2 separate regions of the Zea mays genome follow, and region 2 is linked to region 1. The links are chromatin contacts, called in public Hi-C maps. All regions are on one chromosome and are shown on one strand. Each heading gives the region's core, a stretch centred on a gene start, on an enhancer-like site or on the middle of the called end of the contact. The rest is flanking DNA. Distances are from core to core; before and after follow the strand shown. Region 1 holds the start of LOC103637402 (alpha/beta-Hydrolases superfamily protein). Region 2 holds the start of LOC103637420 (Heavy metal transport/detoxification superfamily protein).

Region 1 (5,099 bases), core at 729-3,228:
CACAACAGCAACCATTTGTTTTCCCTCAATTTCAGCCGCCGATGCCTCAGTGGGGATTACATGCTCCGCCACCTCCACCTCCACCTCAGGTTATTCAATTTAGTTAAGACTTGTCGTTTGTATCAACCTAATTGTCAAATCTTTACTAAACTTGATTTTGTAGGGATCCGGGGTCATGGGCCACAACACGCCACCACCGGTCATACCAGCACCAGGAGCTTATGCAGGGGAGGGAGCTTATGCAGGAGAGGTTAGTTTGAGAAACAATTTGTTTGAATAGTCGTTATACATGTAACCAATGCCGTTATTAATGTCATCTTTTTTTTAGGATCCAACCCCGTTACACGACTTCGTCGACCAGTTATTGGCTTCTGGAGGTAGTGGACACAACTCCAACGACCCCAATGTGTGATTAAGTTAGCTTTGTGTCGCACTGTGTTGTAATGAACTATTTTGTGGACTTTATGTTTGTATGGACTATTTGTGGACTTTATATTTGTATGGACTCAAGTTTTATGTTGTGAACTCAAGTATGAATTTTCTGTGATTGTATGGAATTTCTGTTATTGTATGAATTTTGTATGAAATTCTGTTATTTTTCGCATTTTTTTTCATTTTTTTTTTTTGCTCTGAAATTAGTAATTTTCGGCGGCCCCTCTAGCCGTTGAAAATAGGTATTTTATTTTCGGCAGTTGTTATTTCTGGCGGCTGACTGGCTAGCCGCCGAAAATAAACTGTTATTTTCGGCGGCCAGGTAGCCAGCCGCCGAAAATAAGTTATTTTCGGCGGCCAGACACTGGCCGCCGGTTTTTTTTGGCGGCCAGAAGCCGCCGAAAATGACTGTAGCTGTTGTAGTGATCTAAACAAGGACAGTTGATGCATGGTGTTGAGTCGCGAATTTTTTTCCAGATATACGGACGTAGACGAATCCGATATTGGCTAGTGCGAGCAGCAACGTGCTAGCTAGACGCCTAGGTGAACAAGAACAAGGGTGATCCTCCGGTCCAGCATGCAGCTACACCGCACACACTACAAAGCCATGTGCGAACTACGGAACGCTCCTGCAAATGTTCGGCCACGTTCCCCTCTTTCAAAAAAAACGCGCGTATGCATTCTGGCTGCGAGTACTACTTGAGAATCGTATTTGGAGCCCGTATATCCCGAGAAAACAGAATTGCAGACGTGGCAAATAGCTTGCGTGTAGTTAGAAATAACAATAAATTCTAAATTTTAGTTTGGGAGCGAGAAAACCGGGGGATTGGATGGACTTGATTCTCTTTCTTATTTAAAATTAAATAAGAAGGGGAATCTAACCCTTCTAATTCTTTTCGATTTTATAGCTTCTAAAACTAAAAGATTTAAGGATTAGACCATTTTAGGATTGGACCATATTTCTATTTATTTTTAAACTAAAAATTATTTAGACCTCTATTATTTTACGAAAAAATATTTGGATTGCGATCCATTAGCACACCTGTTTGCAGGTGGTGCCTTGCGGACACCGATCGGGCAGCCGGTTCGGAGATTCGGAGCGTGCGTACGTGTGAATACCGTCAGAAGTTCAGAACACGTGGCAACAGAAAAAAAACATCATTTCCATCTGTATATAGTGCATGTTTTCGTATTATATACGTACCTTGAAAGAGTCCTGTCCGATGGCGCTTCGTGACCGCCGATCAGGGCCGAGCGTCAACGGCGACGCCAACAACAATGGCTCAGAACAACAAAAATAATGGCGCGCGTGTGCTCTCGCTGTCTCGTTGTTTCCATTGACTTGTTGGATTCCAATTCCAAGGAGGAAAAAGGAGTACTGTACTGTAAAGAATCTTGCCATGGCAAGTTTACCAAGTGAAACAATGGTTTCTGATTTCAACATTAATTTTTTCTTTCTTGCGTTTTACTACCAGGCAGCAACACATTCTAGACTCCCGTAGACGGAAGCAAGGACCGTCTGGCCGTCTACCTATGCTATGAATGGCCTCTGAGCTGAGCTTGGGCGGGCTGCCTGCCTGCCTGCCTGCCCGCCCGCGCTACCCGCTGCTCCAGTCCAGAGCCCAAGCCAAGCCTTGCGCGGTGCGCGCACCAGTTGGCCGTGTCAGTTCAACTACCACCAACCCCTGCGCTTTAATGCGGGAGCACCATCAATTCACTCTCACTCACTCGCCACGCACCGCTCGCTGCGCTGCAACCTCTGCTCCTTTTACCACCGGTCCGCCACCACCTTCCCTGCGCTGCTAGAGCCTTCCTGGCGGCGGCGGCGGCGGCGTGGATCGATATGGGCGCCGCGGCGCGGTCGGCATTGGCGTCCGCCGGCCGTGCGGCGAACGAGGCCGTGAGCTTCGTGGTGTTCCTGCTGCTGGACGCGCTGGAGGCGCTGCTGTGCGTGGCGTACAGGGTGGCGGACTACGTGGCGGAGGGCGCGTGGCGGCCCTGCTACTGCGCGCGCCCGTCCCCGGCGTCGTCGTCGGGCCCCGCAGGTGGGAAGATCGTCGTGTCGGAGCGGGGAGGCTCCAAGGTGGTCAGCATGCTGTCCGCCACCAGGCTGCACCTCGAGGACATCTCCGACACGCTGTACGCGCGCCGCCGCTCCGTGCTCGCGGTCGCGGGGGCGGCGTTTTCCTCCCCGCGGCGCGCGGCGGCGGGGGTCACCGTGCACTCCGCCCCCATCGTGCAGATGATGCTGCGGGGCAAGGCCGGCGGAGACGGCAGCAACAAGTACCCGTCGCCGCGCTGGTCCGACTGCCACTGCGCCAACTGCAACCCGGCGGACACGGGCCGCCTCTTCGTGCACGTCGAGGCGCCACCAGCTGGCGACGGCGGCGTGGCGACGGAGGAGGACGTGCTGTTCATCCACGGCTTCATCTCGTCGTCGGGGTTCTGGACCCAGACGGTGCTCCCGCACGTGAGCCCCGAGGCGCGGTCCCGGCGGCGGCTGTTCGCCGTGGACCTCCTGGGGTTCGGCCGCAGCCCCAAGCCGGCGGACTCGCTGTACACGCTGCGGGAGCACGTGGAGATGATCGAGCGGTCCGTGATCGAGCGCCACGGGGTCAAGTCCTTCCACATCGTGGCGCACTCGCTGGGCTCCATCCTCGCGCTCGCGCTCGCCGTCAGGTACCCCGCCGCGGTCAAGTCCCTCACGCTCGTCGCGCCGGTACGTGTAGTGTTCTCGACATCATCTCATTCCGCGTGCGCTCTCTCTGTCTCTCTCTCTCTGACGCTAGCGCTAGCGCTAATGCAGCCGTACTTCCCGGTGCCGCGCGGGGAGGTCGGCACGCAGTACGTGCTGCGGACGGTGGCGCCGCGGCGGGTGTGGCCGGCCATCGCGTTCGGCGCCTCCGTGGCCTGCTGGTACGAGCACCTCAGCCGCACCGTCAGCATCGTGCTCTGCAAGCACCACCGCCTCTGGGAGCTCGCCTTCCGCGTCTTCACCCTCTACAGGTACGTCGCTCGCGTACGTGGATGAAATAATAATAATAATAATAATAATAATAATAATAATAATAATAATAATAATAATAATAATAATAATAATAATAATAATAATAATAATAATAATAATAATAATAAGTAGTAGTAGTAGTAGCAATAACAGTAATAATAAGGGGAAAATTCAAGGAGTTCAGTGCGCATCTGCGAGGTGAAATTAGGTCAGCGACCGACCGGCTCAACGGCATTTTCTTTGCATCCAACAAGAGGTTTTTGTTGGGTCATGGTTCACGATACGCCGCGCATATGGCCATCTTCCTCCATTCCATTGGTTCGGTTTGATTTGCACAAACCTACGGGCTAGTACTAATCAAGCTCACAGAGGAGACCATCATATCAATAGGATCTCAAGGGTACTCCACTCCACTCTCTTCGTACTGCAGCATTTAGGACCTCCGGTAGGGCCCAGCTGAGCCTGCGCCGCTTCGTCGATGTGATCAATGGCAGTTAATAGGGTGCATAGGAACCAGTTGACCGCGGTCTACCGTTCGGGTGCTTCTGTTGAGCTTGAGGGCCGGCCGGCCATCTGCCGGTCCACCGCCGGTGCCGTGTGGCATGGCCAGCCCACTGACCAACCTACTGCGCCCCAGCTACTCGGCTGATTTCACTAAATCCTATAGATCTCTTGGACCGTTATAAACTGCGACTCGATTTAATTCTATGACAAGTAAAAGGGTTTTCTAGTTTCGGTCAAATTTGTATAAAAAGATATATAACGTCTGTTACATCAAAGAAGATTCATCGCAGGCGTCGTGTGATATATTTTGACAGTGGATTTGTTTGGTATTGTAGATGTTGACACTTTTTTTTGATAAATTTGATCAAACCTCGATTAGTTTAACTTAGAACCAAACAAAAAGAAGTTGTAAAATTTAAAATAGAGGTACTGTCAGACTCAGGCCACGCAAGGCAGCATAAGTTCTGCGGAACATTTTGGGGTGGGATTTTTTTTACGTTTCTTGTATGAATATGGTTTTAAGAATGTTTTTATTTCTTCAAAGCTTTCAATGCTCCACAACGTTTGCTGGAGAGAGTCAGAGAGAGAGAGCAACTTACTTTCGTAGGAAACAAACGCAAGTATCGTTCATTTTTAGATCCAACAGCCAACAGGGTTTTTTTTTCACGAAATGGTGCATCGTCCTACTAATGCCTAAAGGTAAGCTAGCGTATTTAGCAGCGTAAGAATCAAAGGAAATGGCCATTAATCGTCCAACACCCCCGCTCCCAGCAAGATTTGGTTAAGCGTGCCATAAAAGGAGCGGATACAGATCATCGTCTCTCCATTCAGATGTATCCAGCGGGGTGCGGGTGCACGTACTCCCAACTACCAACTAAAAACAAGCACAGCAGCACGGTTTGGTTTGACTGTTTGAGAGACACGGTTGTTGTTGTTGTTGTTGTTTTTTCCGGTTAACCAACCATTCGTCGTGCTGTGCTCCTTCTCCCTACGGGCAGGGTACGGACGTACCTGATGGACGGCTTCTTCTGCCACACGCACATCGCGTCGTGGCACACCCTCCACAACATCATCTGCGGCAGCGCGGGCAAGATCGACGGGTGGCTCGAGGTGGTCAGGGACCAGCTCGCCTGCGACGTCACCGTCTACCACGGCA
Region 2 (5,059 bases), core at 735-3,234, 130 kb before region 1:
TTCATATTTTGCTTGGAGATTCCATCGGCCTTCTGGACCTGGACGTGCCGGATCCAAACAGAACATAAGGTTTTACGTTGCAAACGACTTACTAATCCCTCCACCTCAGCGTTATCATGCCACGTTAGAAAGGGTGGAGACTATACAGTGGCGGATCCATGATTGATTCAAGAGGAGGGCTACTAATCTAAGATTATAATTTTTTTAAACCAAACAAAAAAATATAATTGATGTTTATTGTTTAATATGACACAAGAAGCAAGATATAATTTAAACATTCAAAATCTTTTCATTTTGAATATCTACAAACATATCTCGCTCAATATAGCATAACATGTTTTATTCATCCATTCATCACAAAACCAAACATTAGATTACTACCAAATAAATAATCAAATCAAAACTTTAAATCAAACTTAAAATCACAAACCCCTGCTCGGCTCGGGCTCACGGTCACGGGCTCACGGCTGCTTGGTGCACGCCTCGCCTGCTCCCATGCTCCAGTCTTCGGTCACCGCGTGGACGCGTGGTTGGCGACTGGACAACGGCGAGTCGGCGGCCGGCAGCTAGACAACCTGCGAGTCGGCGGCTGGACTCCGGGCGCCGGCGAGCGGTGCTCCGGCCGTCCGGCGGTCCGGCCTCCAGGCTCCGGGTGAGCGGCGCTGTGGGTTGCAGCGGCGGCGGTGCTTCGGCCTCTGGGGTCCGAGCGTGGGCGGCTCCATAGCTGGCGGCGGCTGGAGCTGGAGGGTATAGGATAGAGGGAGGATGTTCACGGGGCTAGACGTGGCTGGAGCTAGGTGGCTGGAGCTGGGCTATCGCGCGGCGATGGGCCTATTCGCTTTACTGGGCTGCGACCGGGGCTGCAGCACAGACAGCCCCGGTTGGAGATCCGCCACTGAGACTATAGTTATAGTCTATACAGGGAGAGAGCACGAAAATGTTCAGAAAAACAGTGTGTAAATAGCGTTGGCATCATGGTCATCAAAAAAAAGTCATGATGCCTAGGTTTAGCTCGTGTTGAGGCCCACCAAAGCATATTGAAAAACAATTCAAATATTCAACCTTCTCGCACCGGTCTTTAGAATAAACCGAAATAGCATGATGAACCTAATTTAATAGACCTCCAATGTTTTCGCTGGAATGCTTGATTAAGACAGAGAAGAAGTGCCCAAGGATAACTTGTTAACCTATATATTTGTTGGGTTGTATGTGCATTAACAACTTACACTTTACACTGTTAGACAAAGAAAACATACAATATTTTACTTTCTAAATTTTAAATTATAAGACGTCATGATTTTTTAGATACACGGTTTTTTTATAGACCTAGACACGCACTATATTTAGATATATAGAAAAAATAATGTATCATAAAAATAAAACTTCTTATAATTTTAATTGGTTGGCATTCACCGCTCACTTTGTATTGAACTAAGGGGGCGTTTGAATGCGCTAGAGCTAATAGATAGTTAGCTAAAAATTTTCTAGTATAATTAACTAACTAACTATTAACTAATTTACTAAAAGTAGCTAATGGCTGAATTATTAGCTAGTCTGTTTGGATGACTTTAGCTAATTTTAGTAGCTACTCCCTGTGTCCACTTGATTTAGTCATTTTTGAGTTTGTCATAAGTCAAACTATTTTAAATTTAACCAACAATATATATATATAAAAGCTTAAATCATTTTAAAACTAAATGAATTATATATTATGGTAGTGCAAGTCATGATGAATCTAGCAATTTTACTTTTGTGTTGTAAAATCTTATGAAACATTCGGTATAATCGGTCAAAGTTGATAGTAATTCACTTATGACAAACCTAAAACTGAAGACAGCATTATATATATATATATATATATATATATTAGATTTACTCAAGAATTTTTACATAATTTTGCTGGAAATGAAGCAGAGACTGCTGATAAACTAGTGGATCTAATAATAATAAAGCTGAAGAGAGCCAAGTGGGCGGAAGAGGACCAAGATTTGCTCCACACCAACTTTCCCTGGCTATCCCCTTTTTCCTATTTTCCTTTCTGTTTTTGAAACGTGACGCACCCAACTGCCACTACCCATGCTTGCTTTTTAAGCTCTCCTCCTGGCGCTGCCTCTCGGCGCCATCGTTCCCTCCTCTGCACCCCCCATCCTCGGACATCCTCGCCTGCAGCAGACCCTCCTCTGGTGCGCGTGCGCCACCGGCGAGATGTCGAAGGTAAGCCGCGCCCGCTCCCGCGCTGCTCGCATTGGTCGCGATCTGGTTTCTTTCTGCCGGCCGTGCCCGTACGTGTGCGCAAAGCTGGTCGCCTTTCCAGAGGCACGGGGTTAGGATCGGATCTTGCTTTGGAACCCAAGGATGATTCGTTTTGCTTTTCTCTGCTTTTGCTCTTGCGTGCCTGCCTGCTGTGCACTGCTCATCACAGAATGGAAGAGTATTGGAACCGTTCGGTTTCCTCACATTCTTGGTTCTGGGATGCAGAAAATCGTGGTGAAGCTGCACCTGCAGGACAACAAGGACAAGCAGAAGGCCATGAAGGCTGTCTCGGCGCTCACCGGTACGGTACCGTGGCAGCATAGCAGCAGCAGCTGCTGCGGCTTTTCTCTCCTTCTTGTTACTGTTTCTCATCATCGTGCATGCAGGCCCAACCGTGTCCCCTGCTGGTTGTACGTGGTGTGCAGGCATCGACGAGATATCCGCGGACATGGCGTCGCACAAGATGACGGTGGTCGGCATGGTGGACCCCGTGAGCGTGGTGAGCAAGCTGCGCAAGGCGTCGTGGTCGGCGACCATCGAGTCCGTCGGCCCGGCCAAGGAGCCGGAGAAGAAGGACGGGGAGGCAGCCAAGAAGGACGGCGGCGAGGGGGAGAAGAAGGAAGGCGGCGAGGGGGAGAAGAAGGAAGCAGGCGAGGGGGAGAATAAGAAGGAAGCAGGCGGCGAGAAAGACAAGGACGGCAAGAAGGCGGCGCCGCCGACGGAGCAGCAGGTCCAGCTGGCCGAGCTGTTGAACCAGTATTACCGGGCCTCCTCCTACTACCCGTACCCGCCCGTGGCCACGCACTACCACGTCCAGAGCATGGAGGAGGACCCCAACTCCTGCACCGTCTGCTAAGGCGACTCATGGCATGGAGAATGATCTACGAAGGTGAAGAAGGTAGTGTTGAACCAGCATGCAGTTTCTTTTTTTTTTTTTCACTTCTAGATCGCGTTCTGGCTGCTCATGGAGGATACGCAGCGTGTCTGTATGTACAGTACATATAGAATAACACGTACGTACGTGTGGCGGTATATGTGTAAATGGGACTTCGCTTTCTGGGATAACCAGAGCTGTATGTAGCTAATACAGTTTTGGATTTTATACGAGTACTATTGATACATGCATGTTCGTGTGGTTACTCTAGTATTCACCTCCTCCTCCTCGGTACATGTGGATTAAGATGAATACTAGAATATCAAAACAAAACCTTAATGTTAAGAACAAGTTTACTATTGTAGCGCTGGTAAAGACTTTTGTAGTCTATATATGTATAATGGTTAGCTTTTTATAATTAATACACGGTAAACTTGTCTCTCCCACTTTTTTTTTGTTCTCGTGTATAAGTTGGTTGTTAGTTTATAGCCCGTTTCGAGCAAGTTTAATAATATAGCCCACATCATGTTGTATGAAATTATCATGTCACATATAGCCAACTAAATTTGTAGTCATCTAAAAATGCATGGTATATATTTAATGCTTGGCATATCTCTTCCTCTCATAGACTGCGTTGAAATCCTTGAGTAGCATGCTTTCAGTTGACTATTAGTGATCATCCCGCGTTTTCTTCTCTCTGTATCTCACTTTTGCATATCACCATAAACCTGATATGATATATTTTACAGCCGGACTACGTCACCTTATTATATTCGCTCCTTTACTCTCTTTCTTTCCTCAATCTTCCATGTTAATATTACAGCTACCTATTGTGCTCGCTCTGAGTAGTAGTATGCCTTTTTTTTCCCTTTGCTCGCCGTCAATTCGTCTTAGTGCTGTCAAGTCATGATATTCACAGCCCGTCCAAAAAAGGACTCTTGATTAACGGAGAAACAGAATCTTGATATGCCACAAGACGCCAACCGAGAAATGTTTTCCGCTGGTGGGGGCTCTTTGAGACTTGCTTGGTCCACGACAAGTTGAACACGAATGGCAAATTTTCAAACCAAGATGACAATTGGGAGCAGCGTGCCAAGCCGAGCCGACAACTCACACGACCTCGTAGCCGTAGGCTCATAGATAAGCAAACCTGCCCACAGTCCCCACACCTCAACTAGTCTCGATCTCACTCGAAACTGAAACTACGTAACGTAGCGGCAAAACATGGTGGATGATGCCATGGCACAAAGTATAATATGCATGACTACTTCTTTCTATCTTATTTCTCATTTCTCATTTGAAACTTCACTATATAAATAGTGTATTGTACCGTGCAAAATAATATTGTGTACGCTCATATACACGTTTTGCTGGAGATGTGCAAAACAATATTGTATAAACTTATATTGTGTTTAGTCTCTAATATCATTTTCTATATCCGTCTCACACCATTAAACATTTAATGCATATTTTAGCTTTGTTTAATATGTTATTTGAAGTATGAAAATATAGATAAAAGAGGAGAGGAATAATCTCTACAAATAAAGCGCCACCTATATGTATATTTAAAAGAAGCATTTAAGAACATTACTGGAGGATAGGAGTTTAAAGGAGAGGAACGTCTATAGGCTCCTGCTAGAGACCTAGAGCCAGCCTTGTCGACTTCATCTAGCACACCCGTTCCGTTTGGACCCAAACTCACATTCCAGGACTCGCTCCGCGTCCAAATTCGCCCATGTTTTCAGCAGGGCCACTGTGTGTTTGGTTTGATGAATAAAGATGAATGAAATGAACGGCCACAGTTTTTATGGTGTTTGTATTAGAGTCACGTGGGAACGAGATAAATTAAATACCGGAGTGATTTTTTTTGTGGCGGCACTACTACAGCAAACCTCTATACATGCGGTTTGGTTCGCCTCTACACAGGCGGTT

What was found. A called contact is a pair of places that touch in the nucleus more often than the background predicts.
Region 2: a Hi-C map of ear shows a contact between it and region 1, with 5 times the contacts expected there. The contact joins the promoter of LOC103637420 here to the promoter of LOC103637402 in region 1. A contact is called at or near these places in 12 of 25 Hi-C or Micro-C datasets (bundle sheath, ear, leaf and 4 more) and 2 of 3 datasets of contacts at active chromatin or transcription factors (leaf and seedling).

What each region holds. Positions count from the first base shown.
Region 1 is chr1:82,837,116-82,842,214 of Zm-B73-REFERENCE-NAM-5.0, reverse strand. LOC103637402 (alpha/beta-Hydrolases superfamily protein) reads left to right here and starts at 1,978. Exons shown (of 3, transcript XM_008659607.4): 1 at 1,978-3,151; 2 at 3,239-3,438; 3 at 4,942-5,099. The coding sequence starts at 2,276. LOC103637411 (a long non-coding RNA gene) reads right to left here. Exons shown (of 4, transcript XR_558157.3): 4 at 4,688-5,099.
Region 2 is chr1:82,967,616-82,972,674 of Zm-B73-REFERENCE-NAM-5.0, reverse strand. LOC103637420 (Heavy metal transport/detoxification superfamily protein) reads left to right here and starts at 1,984. Exons shown (of 3, transcript XM_008659627.4): 1 at 1,984-2,214; 2 at 2,479-2,554; 3 at 2,679-3,374. The coding sequence starts at 2,206. The coding sequence ends at 3,109.